Regions from separate parts of the Zea mays genome. Here regions 2 and 3 are each linked to region 1. The links are chromatin contacts, called in public Hi-C maps. All regions are on one chromosome and are shown on one strand. The core of a region is the stretch at or near the end of the contact, and the rest is flanking DNA. Distances in the headings are between cores, read along the strand shown.

What was found. A called contact is a pair of places that touch in the nucleus more often than the background predicts.
Region 2: a Hi-C map of endosperm shows a contact between it and region 1, with 2.3 times the contacts expected there. The contact joins the promoter of LOC100275295 here to the promoter of LOC103641176 in region 1. A contact is called at or near these places in 2 of 25 Hi-C or Micro-C datasets (ear and endosperm).
Region 3: a contact with region 1 is called in a Hi-C map of leaf, with 4 times the contacts expected there. The contact joins the enhancer-like site here to the promoter of LOC103641176 in region 1. A contact is called at or near these places in 3 of 25 Hi-C or Micro-C datasets (all in leaf).

The regions. Positions count from the first base shown.
Region 1 is chr10:69,051,072-69,055,509 of Zm-B73-REFERENCE-NAM-5.0, forward strand. LOC103641176 (F-box/kelch-repeat protein At1g51550) reads right to left here and starts at 2,699. Exons shown (of 2, transcript XM_008664543.4): 1 at 1,925-2,699. The coding sequence starts at 2,360.
Region 2 is chr10:69,468,768-69,473,205 of Zm-B73-REFERENCE-NAM-5.0, forward strand. LOC100275295 (Methionyl-tRNA synthetase) reads left to right here and starts at 2,487. Exons shown (of 1, transcript XM_008664544.3): 1 at 2,487-3,269. The coding sequence starts at 2,769. The coding sequence ends at 2,999.
Region 3 is chr10:69,387,612-69,392,049 of Zm-B73-REFERENCE-NAM-5.0, forward strand. No RefSeq gene overlaps it. Among protein-coding and RNA genes, the nearest start is that of LOC103642497, 21 kb to the left of the region's middle. Within about 2 kb of position 2,075, at least 18 of the 20 cell types and tissues checked have an H3K27ac peak or open chromatin away from gene starts, as enhancers often do. A contact at or near this core is called in leaf, where this site is marked.

The DNA.
Region 1 (4,438 bases), core at 1,449-3,948:
GATTCAATTTCGGCCTTGGGAATGTATTTGGAAATCATGGGCACTTGGAAAGTACTGTTTCTTCATCTGATTGGTAGCACAAGCAATGTTGAACGGCTGACAGCATTGCCAAGCAAGGCCTAGCACATCTAGAACGTCGCCTTCTCACTGGGTGTGTCTGGCTTCCAAGTGTTATCACCTTCTCCTAGAAAAGTGTCCTTTGATGAATGGTGGTGCTCTACTGATCTGTCAGTGAAGGCATAAAGGATTTGCTACAGCAAGGTCTCAATTCTCTCATTTTTAGGGGCTTGGACTTTTGGATACATCAGAATCACTGTGTGTTTGTTGGTGTTCCCCAAACATGGTGGGTGCCTTACTACTTGTAGAAGAAGAGGAGGTGCAGCTTTGGGGCATGCTTGAGTGTGAGAGATCTCGCTGTTGAGTGTCCTTGCACCTAGTGGTTAGGTTCTGTTGTGTCATGGTCATGATGCTATTGAATGCATCTTGAGAACTAAAAGGGTGTGAGTGTGTGTGCTTTGGAGTTTCAACTCATTTTTCTCTTCTTTAATATAAATATATGGAGCTATCCCACATGTTCAAGAAAAAAATACTTGTACTCCATTACGAATACTGAATACTGATCTTGGATATTCATACAATTTATGTATCACATCAAACAGTCCAAATTAGATTTACACTTAGACTTCTAAATTAATTAAAATAATCAGGTTAAGCATATTAGCATAATATCCAAATCATCAGAAATTCCTTCAAGTCTAACATTCATGTGGCCTTAACATCAAAGATAAACTAATAATACACAAAAAGGGAAACGGGATTAAAAGGGTGGAACTTTTAACTGCAAAGAATATAACTACTGGAAATTATCTGGTTTTTTTCTCTTGCTTGCTTTGAAACTCACAAAGTATTCATCCTTTTTGGAGATTAAATAGTTTATTAGATAACCAATGTACCACTCAAACAAAGCACTCTGAAGGAAAGCAACTACCTTGATTTGCATGAAAATAATTCCAGCTAATGAACCATTTGGATTTGGTCCATAGAATTTCATTCGAACTTGAAATGAAATCCTAAATTTCCAAGGATTTCCTCCTACAATCATGATGTAAGTCTTCCTGAAGTTATGTCCGATGTGCTACATTACCAGCACATACCATGGTATGTTACAGTCAGGATACATGAGATATTAGAAGGCTCTCTAAACAACTTGCAAGCCCGTCATAACTAACAAAACCATACAAGCTTCATAATCGATAAAACAAAGTGTTTTAAAATGAAATTATAAGTAAATCTGAGAACTAAGGCTACTCCCAAAGTCCCAACGGGTTTTGACATCCACATTTGTTAGATGCCATGTAGGATGTTTTGCTTATGTGGCAAAGAAATAATTAATAGAGAGAGAATGAAGTTGTAACACTTTGGTGTTATAGCTTTTGCTGGACACCTAACAATCCAGAATTAATTTCGATCATATGGACCCACTTTCACAGACATAACATAGTATTGGATACAGTAACTTGGTATCATACATTGCAGAAGTTTCTTAAGAATTTAATACTCTTCTTATGGTGTGGCAGTTTTGGATATCAAGTAAGATACCATGGATTGGGACTAGCCTAAGCATTCTAGTGTCTTTTGAACAACAACCCTGTTGTTTTCTTAAACAGACATAAACAAAACAAACAAATCAAAGCATGAACCAGACACCTGCAACAGCAACATAAATTCTGCATATAATCTGCAAACTGTAAGCAACTTATCACCCCACCAAGTCTACTGAAGTAGTCGGCCATAGGGATCGAATTTCCCCTCGTGAATCGATTCATAGAGAAGTCAACGCACAAAACAATAATCTTTTTAACCTTAGTGAACCAAATTACTACGTAGCAAGAAGGACGTGGTGAAACAATTTGGTTGTAATTACCTCCCTCGCAGCCGCCGCCGAAGAGCACGAGCCAGCCGGCGACGAGGTTAAGTGAGTGCGACGCGCGGGGCCGCGGTGAGGCGCCCCTGGCGGGGACGCGTCGCGCGGACAGCGCGCCGAGCCTGGCGACCTCGGCGTAGACCCTCCGCCACGGCGCCTGAAGGCCGCCGCCGCGGTCGCGCCGGCGCTCGGCGAGCGCAGCGGTGGCGCGGGAGCCCCAGTCGCGGCAGCACAGCGCCTCCCAGAGCGCGTCCGAGGAGGCCCAGGCCCGGAAAACGCGGCAGGTGGCGGCGAAGGACAGCACGGCCTCGGGCGGGAGCAGACGGAGGACGGACAAGACCTGGTCGTAGCCCAGCTGCACAATAGGCGGCGACGACGACGACGACGCCGTCCCCGCCTCGTCCTCCTCCATGCGCTCACCGCCGCCGCATCCCATCGCCGGCCATGGTTGTTGCCATTTTTGCGCCCTTGCCCTCCCCCTCCCACCTACGGCAACATGCTTGATGCCTTCTTGTTCCTGGTTGACTCCTCTAGGAGGTCGCCACGGCTGCTTTGTTTCTTAGGCGGTTGGATCCTGTGACGAGCGGGTTCGATGCTAGTCTTCCCTACTTGGTTTGGATGCCATGGATGATCCTGGAACGTCAAAAAGGAAGGCGAGTGGAGGGAGCGGCTGATGTGTCGGGGACACTGGAGCCGTGGGAGCTCGAACAAGCAGGCAGCTCAGAGGAGGCGAGTGGCGGGGAGAGTGTGGTAATGCTGCGGGCTTGTGCTTGTGGTGGTGGGTTGGTGGGCTGGTGGCGATGGTCACCTGCGAAAAAAACGTATTTTAAATTTTAAAAATAAAAAACGATTATTTTTAAATGTAACTCGTCGTCTTTGTCAGACCAGGGTTCATCGTCCCGTTTTCAAAATATTTTGCGCTCAACGCCGGAAACGAAATTGTTTTCAAAATTAAATTTCTTTCTGAAAACCTGGTTCATCGTCCAAAAACCGTTATTGTATTTTTCAAAATTAAAATCCTGGTTTTCGTTTTTCTCGCTGAAAACCGCCGTTCTCGATCGGTTTTTGGTTATATCTTGCCGAGAACCGCCGCTTAACGGTCTAGGTTCGGATCCACGGGTCTAGAATAAATTAAATTTATTTTAATACTAAAATATGAATTTTTGAATAAAAATATATTTTGGACTTACCAAAATATCTAGTTTTTTATACATTTTTTTCTAGATTTTTATGATTTTTAAAATTTAAAAAATTTAAACGGAATTCTTGAAATTTGCCACCGGCCGCTGTACGACGAGAACGAGAAAAAATACCGAATTTCGTCGGTTACCGCTCGAGATTTCTAACCATGGTTAGATTGATGCGCACCTGAAGCGGTTTGACATGATATTATTATGGTGGTGGCACGTCAGCAGATTGCTAATGGGTGACATGGTTGTTTCTATCGCTGTCACTTTATGTGACGTTGTAGATGACAACAACGAGTAGTCCTTAGGCGTAAACCTGCAAACACAATTTCTGAACGGTTAGATTATGATCTAACTATAAATACAACCATAAGTTGTTAGGATTTTTTTAATAAATCTACACGAGCTGATGGTGAAAAGGTTTAAATGTTAAATATGACATATGGTTAGATCTTGATCTAACGGACAAAAAGGCTCATTTAGACACTACACCTAAGAACTACTTGCACAATAGTTGTTATCCCGGATATAGACACGTTTTGGTTTTTGTGATCTATTTGTTTATAGACTAACCACGCCACAATTTATCTAGGGTTAGTTGGCTAAATTAAAATTTTAATTTTAGACAAAAAATTAGGCACATTATAGTAAATACCTTGTTCCAAACCTCGATCAAGAGCTAATTTTGCATGGGATGGTAGCAGAGTCGTATAAGTGAAATTACTATCCTTACCTTAAAGGACCCCAACTTTGCCTAGGCTTAGTTGTCAAAGTATTTCTAGCGGCAGGGCCAGCACATAGTACCCATAGAGTGACGTCTAAACTAAGCAGAATTGTGGGGCTAAATCATTTTTAAAGAGTTCATGGAAGATATCAGATTCATGAAAAATGCACTATATGTAAACATGTTAAGATCAGATTCATGGTAAATGTGTTATATGTAAGCATGTTAAGATCAGATTCATGATTTTTGCCCCCTCGTAGGATATGACCAAGATGTTTGAGGTAGGCTTAGAGTAGGAAAATATATATGGGACAAGAAATCATTTGACGATCCGAGCCATCAATGTTGTATGAACTATGCATTTATTAATAAAAATACCAAAAGTTTCAAAGACAAATATTAAGATGAATCTGTCTAGGACCTAAAGTATCTATAATTCATCTACTATTATAAAAAAGATGAATTACTTGGTTGGGAAGAAAGGGTAACAGCCGAGTTATGGGTCGCTTGATGTGTGCTCTGGTTGATGAGTCTCTTCAGGATACAACAATCTTTGGTGATGTGACATCCCCCTTGTGATATGTATATGGAGTCTCTAGGAAT
Region 2 (4,438 bases), core at 1,237-3,736, 420 kb after region 1:
ACACGATAACATTTAGGCATTCTCTTTCGGCTGATTGTTTAACCAAACATGTATTTGGATTTCTGTTTTCCATATCCTTGTTGGATTTATATTAAAGTAGATGAATAGGACCACAAATCGATCCTTTACACAATCACTAGAATGCGGTCGGGAGAATCACATTTGGGCGGCGGATATGGGTCGACGATGATTTCTAGTGGGCTTCTCCCTCTGCCTCAAAGGAGATGAATAAACATAGAAGAAGGAAATAGAAAAGAAGAAATAAGAAATAAGGTCCTGTTTGGAACCTCTAGAGCTAAAGTTATCTGTAAAAAACACATGTAGCTAATGTCTCCAATTAATTGTTAGCTAACTCACATGTAATAATTAATTTATTAGCTCGTTCAATCTACTGTACTATTTGTATTAAAAATGGATATGTACAAGTGTGAATATTTAGATTACAAGGAAATCAGCTATAACCATGACCTAATTTTGGCTAGTATTTGGGGTTTTACTCTATGATAAAGAAGGATCATTTCCTTTACAAACATTTTTTGCACATTGTTGTCGTGGGCGGTTTGTTTTCAAAGATCCATCCATTTCTGCATTTCCATATGCACCAAATCATGATGACGATGATAACCTCCATCCTCCAAGTTTTCGTTAGTTGCGTACGCATATGTTGTACAATTACAAAATTGATTGGAAGTGTGTGGTGGTATAACCCCTATCAGTTGGCAACATCTTTTTGCATAACTGCATTTTAGGGAGAGATGCGAGGGAGTTTCTTCTTTCTAGCGAATGCAGTTTTCGCACGTATACAAGTTAAGTTTCATGTTCCTTCTTTTGAGCATAGATCTTGTGTTCAATCTGTTTTTCAGGAACAGCCAAAAGAATACTTTGTATTTCGGTTGACGTTTTGTTTTCCACAGGCAGGCATAAGCGGGGTGGACTGCCTCGTCCCAAGCCATCTGTTTATAAACATTCGGGGCTGAGTATTGATCTGTCCCCCAGGAGAGACTAGTATACCCATATGTCTTGATGATCAGATATATGTTGTCTTTGTATGTCCTCAATCAGGATTTGGTAATGCTCATAAGCTATTTCTGACATTGGGGGTGTGAAACAATTTGTTAGTTGGCTATTTATTAGCTCTATGGGTTCTAAACAGTAGCGTTGCTATTGTTCCATAGCATATAGAACAATAAAAATGACTGTGTGGTGTGCGCCATTTATATTTATGTGTGCTAGCGCACACGCACTGAACAAAGATTTGGAGTAAGAGCGGTTGGTCGCTTTGCTCGAAAGCAACAAATCGATTACCAAGACGTTCCAACTTGAAAGAAATCAATGTCGCCTGCCAAATAATAAAATGAGCACTAGTTTATTTGAACATAGTTGTAGATGTAAACAAAATAGATTGTTGTGGAAGACCGTTTGGCTTATCCAACCAAGAGGCCGTATACTACACGAAAACCACTTTAATCAGGCCAAGATAGCCAATTATAGCTAATTAAGTATGTGTTTGGTTGGACATATAAGAAGGAATGGAAGAGAGCGGCCACATTTTTTATAGTGTTTGATGAGAGTCACGCAAGTATGAGATGAACATCGAAGTAATTTTTGGTGGTGGTGTGATCCTAAAAATCAAGTAGACGAATATCGTCCTCGTCTCATACTATTTTGACCTAAAACTAAACACATTATAAAGAAACATAAAAGCATTTCCGTGTGGCAAGTCCAATATTAGCAGGTAAGATGTGCCCCCAGATGGCCTTCCCCAAATGCATAAAATAATCACACAGTGATCATGCGGGCCTATCCATTTGTGGATATATCTTCCACCTGGGCGCCACGAATACGCAAGCAGCTACAGAGAGCTAGTAGTAGCAGCGCGCGTGCTGTGACAGCTAGCAACATGTCAAACCAAACCAAACAATGCGATAGTGGTGGGAGATAGTGCTGGAAATATGGCATGGCTTTTTGGCTAGTACGAACACGTGCACAGCCCGAAAACAGAAATCCAAAGTATGACTCAACATAAAATAATATGGATCAGGATACCATGATTGAGTGTTTGGGCTGGACCTTAAATTTTGGCCCGTCGAGCCCAGCACGGCCCAATAAAACTTAAGTTATTTAATTTCTTTAATTTAGTATGCTATCGACTTTATATTGTTATGATATTTAGAGTTTATGTAGTCAAATGATGCTAAGATTGTTTAATATCTTTAATTTAATAAGCTATTAACTTTTATTTGGTTGTAATATTTTAATTTTATATGGTCAAATATATGAGTCGGGCTTGAACCGGCACGACTCAACGAAGGCACGACGTGGTTTAGGACCGAGTTGGACTACTGTTTTTACACTTCGACCTGGCACAACACGGTCAAAAAGTTTTTTTTTTTGAGCTTTTCTAGTCTAAACTCGTTTTACACGAAACACAAATTTCTTGGATGGACCCACTCGACCCGACCCAATTCCCAACACTACAACGCGCTAGGTGCACATACACACATTGCACACTCGCTCACATGCACGACCGTCGCTAGGTAGGTATAGCTCCTGGTCTGGGATCTCCTTTCTTCCTCCCTGTGCTGTGTCCGCATCTTGTCTCCCACTCTCTTCTCCCAGCTATATCTCACTTCTCGCCTCGCTTCCCACAACCTCAAAGAACCTTCTTGCTAGCTAGCCGTTGAGGTAGAAATAAACACACAGAGAAAGAGAGGTTCACACGGCGAGGCGAGGACGACGTCGTATAGCTAGCAGGAGAAGGACATAATATGGCAAAGTCGTCAATGGCGGCGGCGTGCTGCGGCGTGGCGGAGGAGACGGTGACGGCGGAGCAGAAGGCGCCGGGGGCGTGCCCGCGGTGCGGCGGCGCGGTGGTGGCCACGGACGTGGAGAGCGTGCGGCGGGTGCTCTGCTGCCTGCCGCTGTGCGTCAAGAACAAGCGCAGGTTCTCCTGCGCCCGCTGCCGACGAAGCCTCGCCTCGCTCTACACCCACGCCTAGCTATAGCCTAGCTAGCTCCCGTTACCATTCTGAGATTAGCTTGCCCTGCTAATTAATTGAGTATTAGCAACGCAAATCAGCACTACTAGCTAGATTAGTGGAGTATGTAGTAGCAGTAGTAGCATCGTCTGTTCCCGTTCGTTGAGTTTATTTCGTCATGTCTAGCTGTTACTTTTGCTTTATTGAATGAACTGTTGATGTTGCATTGGGAGGAATAATGACGACACTCATCAGGTTTCAAGCAACTACTCATTTTTTTCTCTTGGTCTACTCGTTTTATTTATATTATCGTCAGATACACAGGAGTATGTTATTGCATCCATATTTTCTCAATATCACTATATAGAGACAGATATATACGTGGTCGTCGTGTCGTTTTCTTGCCTATCCTTTTACATAAAGTGTGTGAGAGAGAGAGACACCCAACATTCCATTAATTTGTTTTTGTGTCCAAAGTGCTCTATTGCTTGCACAGGAGTATGTTATTGCATCCATATTTTCTCAACATTCCTTTCTTGACCGCGTTTAGTTTCCGTCAAACTGCTACATGCATGTATATGTTTCCATTGATTTTTGTGGTTTTTAGATATAATAAATAAAGAAATGGTAGCATTGCACACACGGCAAGTTTTGAGTTTTCGTCACCAAAAAATAACCAAACCATATACCTGATGATTCAAATGGTGTATACATCTCAGAGTAGAACCATTAGGGCTTGTTCGGTTCTACCCAATTCAATATAGATTGAGTTGGATTGAGTGTGTTTTAATTCCTAGTAAGTCAAAATATCTCACAATTCGTATCAATCTTCTCCAATCCATGTTGATTGAACATAACCGAACAAGCAGTTATAGGGCACTGCGCCCTAAAATGAAAACATGTGTGCTAGCTTGGTTGTCTCTTTTTTATTTGCTTCGGCGTTGTTGTAACTGTGCTGTATATATTTTTTAATCTTTCGTCTACTAATATATAGAACAGAAAGCAACAGCAGCGGCAGTAAATTAACTTTAGCCGTACTCTAGGCGTAATGTGAGTTGTACGTGAAACATTTCTATTTACATATAACCTCTATCAAGCTAGGAGTCAGTTTCCTGTACCAAAGCAGAAGACCATGGAGAGAGAGAGGCATGCAATGATATGGAAGAGATTTGAGCAAACGATCTAGGTTGATCCACGCGATGATATCGGTTTCTATATAATTAATCTGCATGGCCTAGCTACCTACGCCTATATAGCCACGGAGCAGATGAGTGTAGTGTAGATTGAATATATGATGTGTTTAATTCGCTGCTTGCTTGTTATACTTTGCCACGTTAAAGATTAGATAAGTTTGATCGATTTAGACATGTGTTTAGTTTATAACTATATATAATTATGGCAAGATTTTTCTTCTCTCGTGTAGATCTCACTCATCAATATGACTTGTAAAAGTGTGGCTG
Region 3 (4,438 bases), core at 825-3,324, 340 kb after region 1:
ATTCATTATTTTTTCCTTTTTGCTCTATGGTAAGGTTTGCAAAAAGAGAAGACAAATCATCATCCTTTTCACTAGAGCTACCCTCATCATCGGAAGTAGTATATTTTGGGGGTATCTCTAGAATGTACCTTCTTCGTTTTGCTATCCTTGGCCATGAGACATTTGTGGCCGACGTTGGGGAAGAGAAGACCTTTGTTGTCACACCTGGGTTCTAGGGGTCCAAAACCCGGGCGCGAAATAATCACCAGGTGTGCTAGGACCAAGTCTCACACATATGATGACTCATGGTACATAAACAAATGTCACATCTTTACTATATAATAATTGTTCTATACAAAATAAATAAATAAATACATCATATGGAGACAACGATCCAACAACCCAAAGTTGACTAGGAGACGATGACCTAGACTTCTCATGATCACATCGCAGCATCTTCCATGCGCCTCATCCTGCGGTACCTGTTCTTGACCTGTGGGGGGTGTGAGACAGCAAGGGTGGGTGGGAGCTCATGTGAAGTGTAAGGCTTACCAAAGAGCATGGCTAAAGCTGAGCATTGTTTTTAAAGTTGGTCAAAATTTTATTAGCATTTACTAAGTATAAGTAGATACCGACCCAATTAAGTAAGAGATCAAAATTGATAACAACACCCACGATGCAATGCATATGACAGATTAAGTTTAGTTCCATAAGTTAATCATGTGAGTGTCCGAGCCACTCATGACCGTGAGCATGGTTGATATACCAGTTTTACACTCTGCACAGGTTGCACATCTTTACCCACAAGTCATGTTACCCATCTGCCAAGTGGTCATGAATCCCATACACCTCTACCAAGGAAGCGAGACAGGGTAACACTACGAGGCCTTTACAAAGTTCCACTAGCTTCAGAAAACCCGCTACAATTTCTAGGAAGTCCCAATGCAGGGATACCTCGCTTGACCACCATCGCAGCAGAATCAACCCGAGGACCTCCCTACACCAACCACTCCCCTACTACCCTTCCCCCTTTCGGGTAAGGTAGTCCTCCACTAGCTTTCCTAATAAGGGCATCCCATACCACCCTTGTGGTAGCACTGTTTTCCCGGGTGGTTCTCCATGTTCCAATTAACAATATGATCTTATCATGAACAATAATTAAATAACAACATATTTGGAACATGATCATAATAAACATTAGTTTCCCAAAACTAGGTAGACAAATAGCAAATCTACCCAATAATTCATCTGTCAGCAAGGTGAGGGATAAACAATGCTAGAGAAAACCTATTAGGTCCCATCAAATTAACCTGAGCATGTCACAATGATTAATAGTGAACATTATTAGGTAAAAAGGAGTGATCAAGGGCACAACTTGCCTGAGACTCAAGATTCCCAGGTATCAGGATGATCTTCGGATGACTCGTAACGTCGCGCTAGTCATAGCAATACAAACAAACAGGGTATATGCAAAATTAACATCACACCAAACACAAGAATAAACTGCATAAGAATATTCTACGCGTCGTAACAAGATCATGGGCTCAAAAATCACTAAATTCGGAGCTACGATTTAAAAGATATGATTTTCTAAAGGTTTAGGAGTCAGGTCCAAAAGAAATTAAGTACATAATTTTAATTTAGGTTTCATAACAAAATAAAGTTACCAGGGAATAAACAATATTAGTATGGATTTAATGCAACTGGAATGAATCAATTTGGAGTTAAAACGAATTAAATATGAACTAAACAAGTTTTAGGAATTATTTTTAAACTAAAAATCATTTTTCTAAATTATTTTATCCCTTTTATCCATCACCTGTGCCGCGACCACCATTTACTAGAAGCACAGGGTTGATTCTGCAAATTCTAGGACTACCTTTTGATAGTTTTATAACAGACCGAGGCTGCGGGTTGATTCCCGGAAACTCAAGGGGCTCTTATGTAAAATGCCCAGCAATGAAGGGGTACCTTGATCCTAGGCCCTAGGATCAGAGATCACCGGTTATAATTATAATACTAAAGGGTACGAGACGACAACCTCCGGATTGAAGTTCTACGATCCATATTCAGCATAACCACACTCTATTCATGTTCGCCCGATCACAAATCTACGGTCCAGAACCCATCACGCGAAGGAGAATATGGTTGTCTAATCATGACCGTCCCCAGACCGATCAATGGCACCCATGGATCTTCTCCACCAGGTTACCCTGTACGCGGCGGCGCCCAGCGCCCTCCGGCGGTGATCACACTGGAGACACACGACTAGGCGTGAATGGTGGCCACACTATACACGGATAAGTCCTATACGACTGGAATGCTCTTGCGAACACAACTAAACGCTTATCCCTAGCAATGGTGAAGAGGGGTAGCCAGGACTCGACGCAAGGCAACCCGCGGGGTGAAGAACTCCGGCCAGCAATTACTGGCCGACATGCGACAAACACATTACTCCGTGGGGTTCTACAAATTCTAGGAGGGTAAAGCAATTAATTCAGGCGATAAATTACCCTATGTCGAGGTGTCGATGGAGTGGTCCACGCCACGCAGCGGTCGCACGGCGAAAGGCCAACCTCAGCGAGAAATCTAGCCTTTCTCGGCCGCCCGACCATCCTGTAGTGACCATCACTGCTATCCTGGTGCCGCAACGAAACCCTTGGAGTCCCGCCCTTGCCCTTGGCGATGGTCGAGAAGAGAGGCGACGTCGGCGACCAAATCTTTCTCCTCTTCTTTTCTTCTCTTCGACGATGGTGTTCCTTTGCGCAGGAGCTGGGTATGACTATGGTCACAAGCGACCAGAGATTTATAGCGGAGGAAGGCCGGGCCTGCGGGGTTGGTCGCAACGGCCCTGCGGTTTCCCCGGCGATGGAAATCACCGGCACCCGCGCGCACGGGCCGTTGTTGAGGAAGGCAGGGGAAGTGGGTCGGCTGACCGTTGGGACCCATGCCAAGGTGCCCGTGAGGTCAGGCAGGGTTGCCCCACACGACAGCGAGTCATCCGCACGACGAGCGCCCAGGTCAATTGGTGTCACGGGCGCGAAGTTGGGAAAAGGGGCTACCGTGGCGGCCCACACGTCAGCATCGCGCAGGTAGCCTGGCCGCGTGCCTGTGCTGCTGGGCCAATATCCCCCGTCATGGCCCAACCTGGAATAGTTCCCTTTTTCTTTTTTGTTTTGAATTTCTTTCTCAATTCAGAAATCTAGTATTTGAATTTAAATTTGTTTGTGAGTTTCACACACAGGTTAAGTGCATAATTAAAAATACCAGTATGCGAGGATATATTTATTTATATATCATTATTATTTCCCCTACAATACATATTTTCTTCCTTTTTCAAATTTTAATTTCCTAATTTAAGCTTGTCTCATCCTTTGAATACAAATACAAGAATGCCAAAACTTCATCATGGGGTGTATATTTCTGTATTTAGTTATTTTATGATTTGGCTAGCTTAATTCCATTTAATTGAACATTTACAAGCAAAAGAAACCAATTAATATCCAAAGGGTTTAAAAAATCCCTAAAACACTATCTTAAATATATTCACTTTGTTATTTTTCCCTTCTACCAATTTTGGGCTTTACATTTGTTGACCGCGATGTTGGTGGCGTCCTCGTCGGAGGAATCGGTGGAGCTCTCGTCGGAGTCCCATTCCCGTCTCATGTGCGCCTCGCCACCCTTCTTGTTGTAGTATTTCTTCTTCTCCATCTTATTCTTCCCTTTCTTATCGTCGTCCCTGTCACTATCACTTGTATTTGGACTTTTAGAAATATAGTGATCGGGCTTACCACACCGGTAGCAAACCCTCTTGGAGCGAGGTTTGTAGTCCTTCCCCTTCCTTTGCTTGAGGATTTGTCAGAAGCTCTTAATGATAAGAACCATTTCGTCGTTGTCAACCTTGGAGGCATTAATTGGGAGCCTATTTGTTGGTGTAAGCTCTTCCTTCTTTTCTTCTGTTGCCTTGAATGCAACGGGTTGCACCTTGGGTGTGGAGGTGGTGCCTTGCTCCATGTTGACAATGTGTTTGGAGTCTTTGATCATAAGTTCAAAGCTCACAAACTTGTCAATCACCTCCTCGGGAGACATTTGCTTATACCTTGGATCCCCATGAATTAATTGCACTTGAGTGGGGTTACGAAAAACAAGAGATCTTAGAATAACCTTGACCATTTCAGGGTCATCCCACTTGGTGCTCCTGAGGTTGCGAACTTGGTTCACCATTGCCTTGAGCCGGTTGTACATGGCTTGTGGCTCTTCTCCTGGGTTGAGGATGAACCGACCGAGTTCTCCCTCGATCGTTTCCCGCTTGGTTATCTTTGTCACTTCATCCCCTTCATGCGCCGTCTTGAGGGTATCCCAAATTTCTTTGGCACTCTTCAACCATTGCACCTTGTTGTACTCCTCTCTACACAAGGAAGCGAGGAGTATGGAGGTGGTTTGGGAGTTGAAGTGCCTC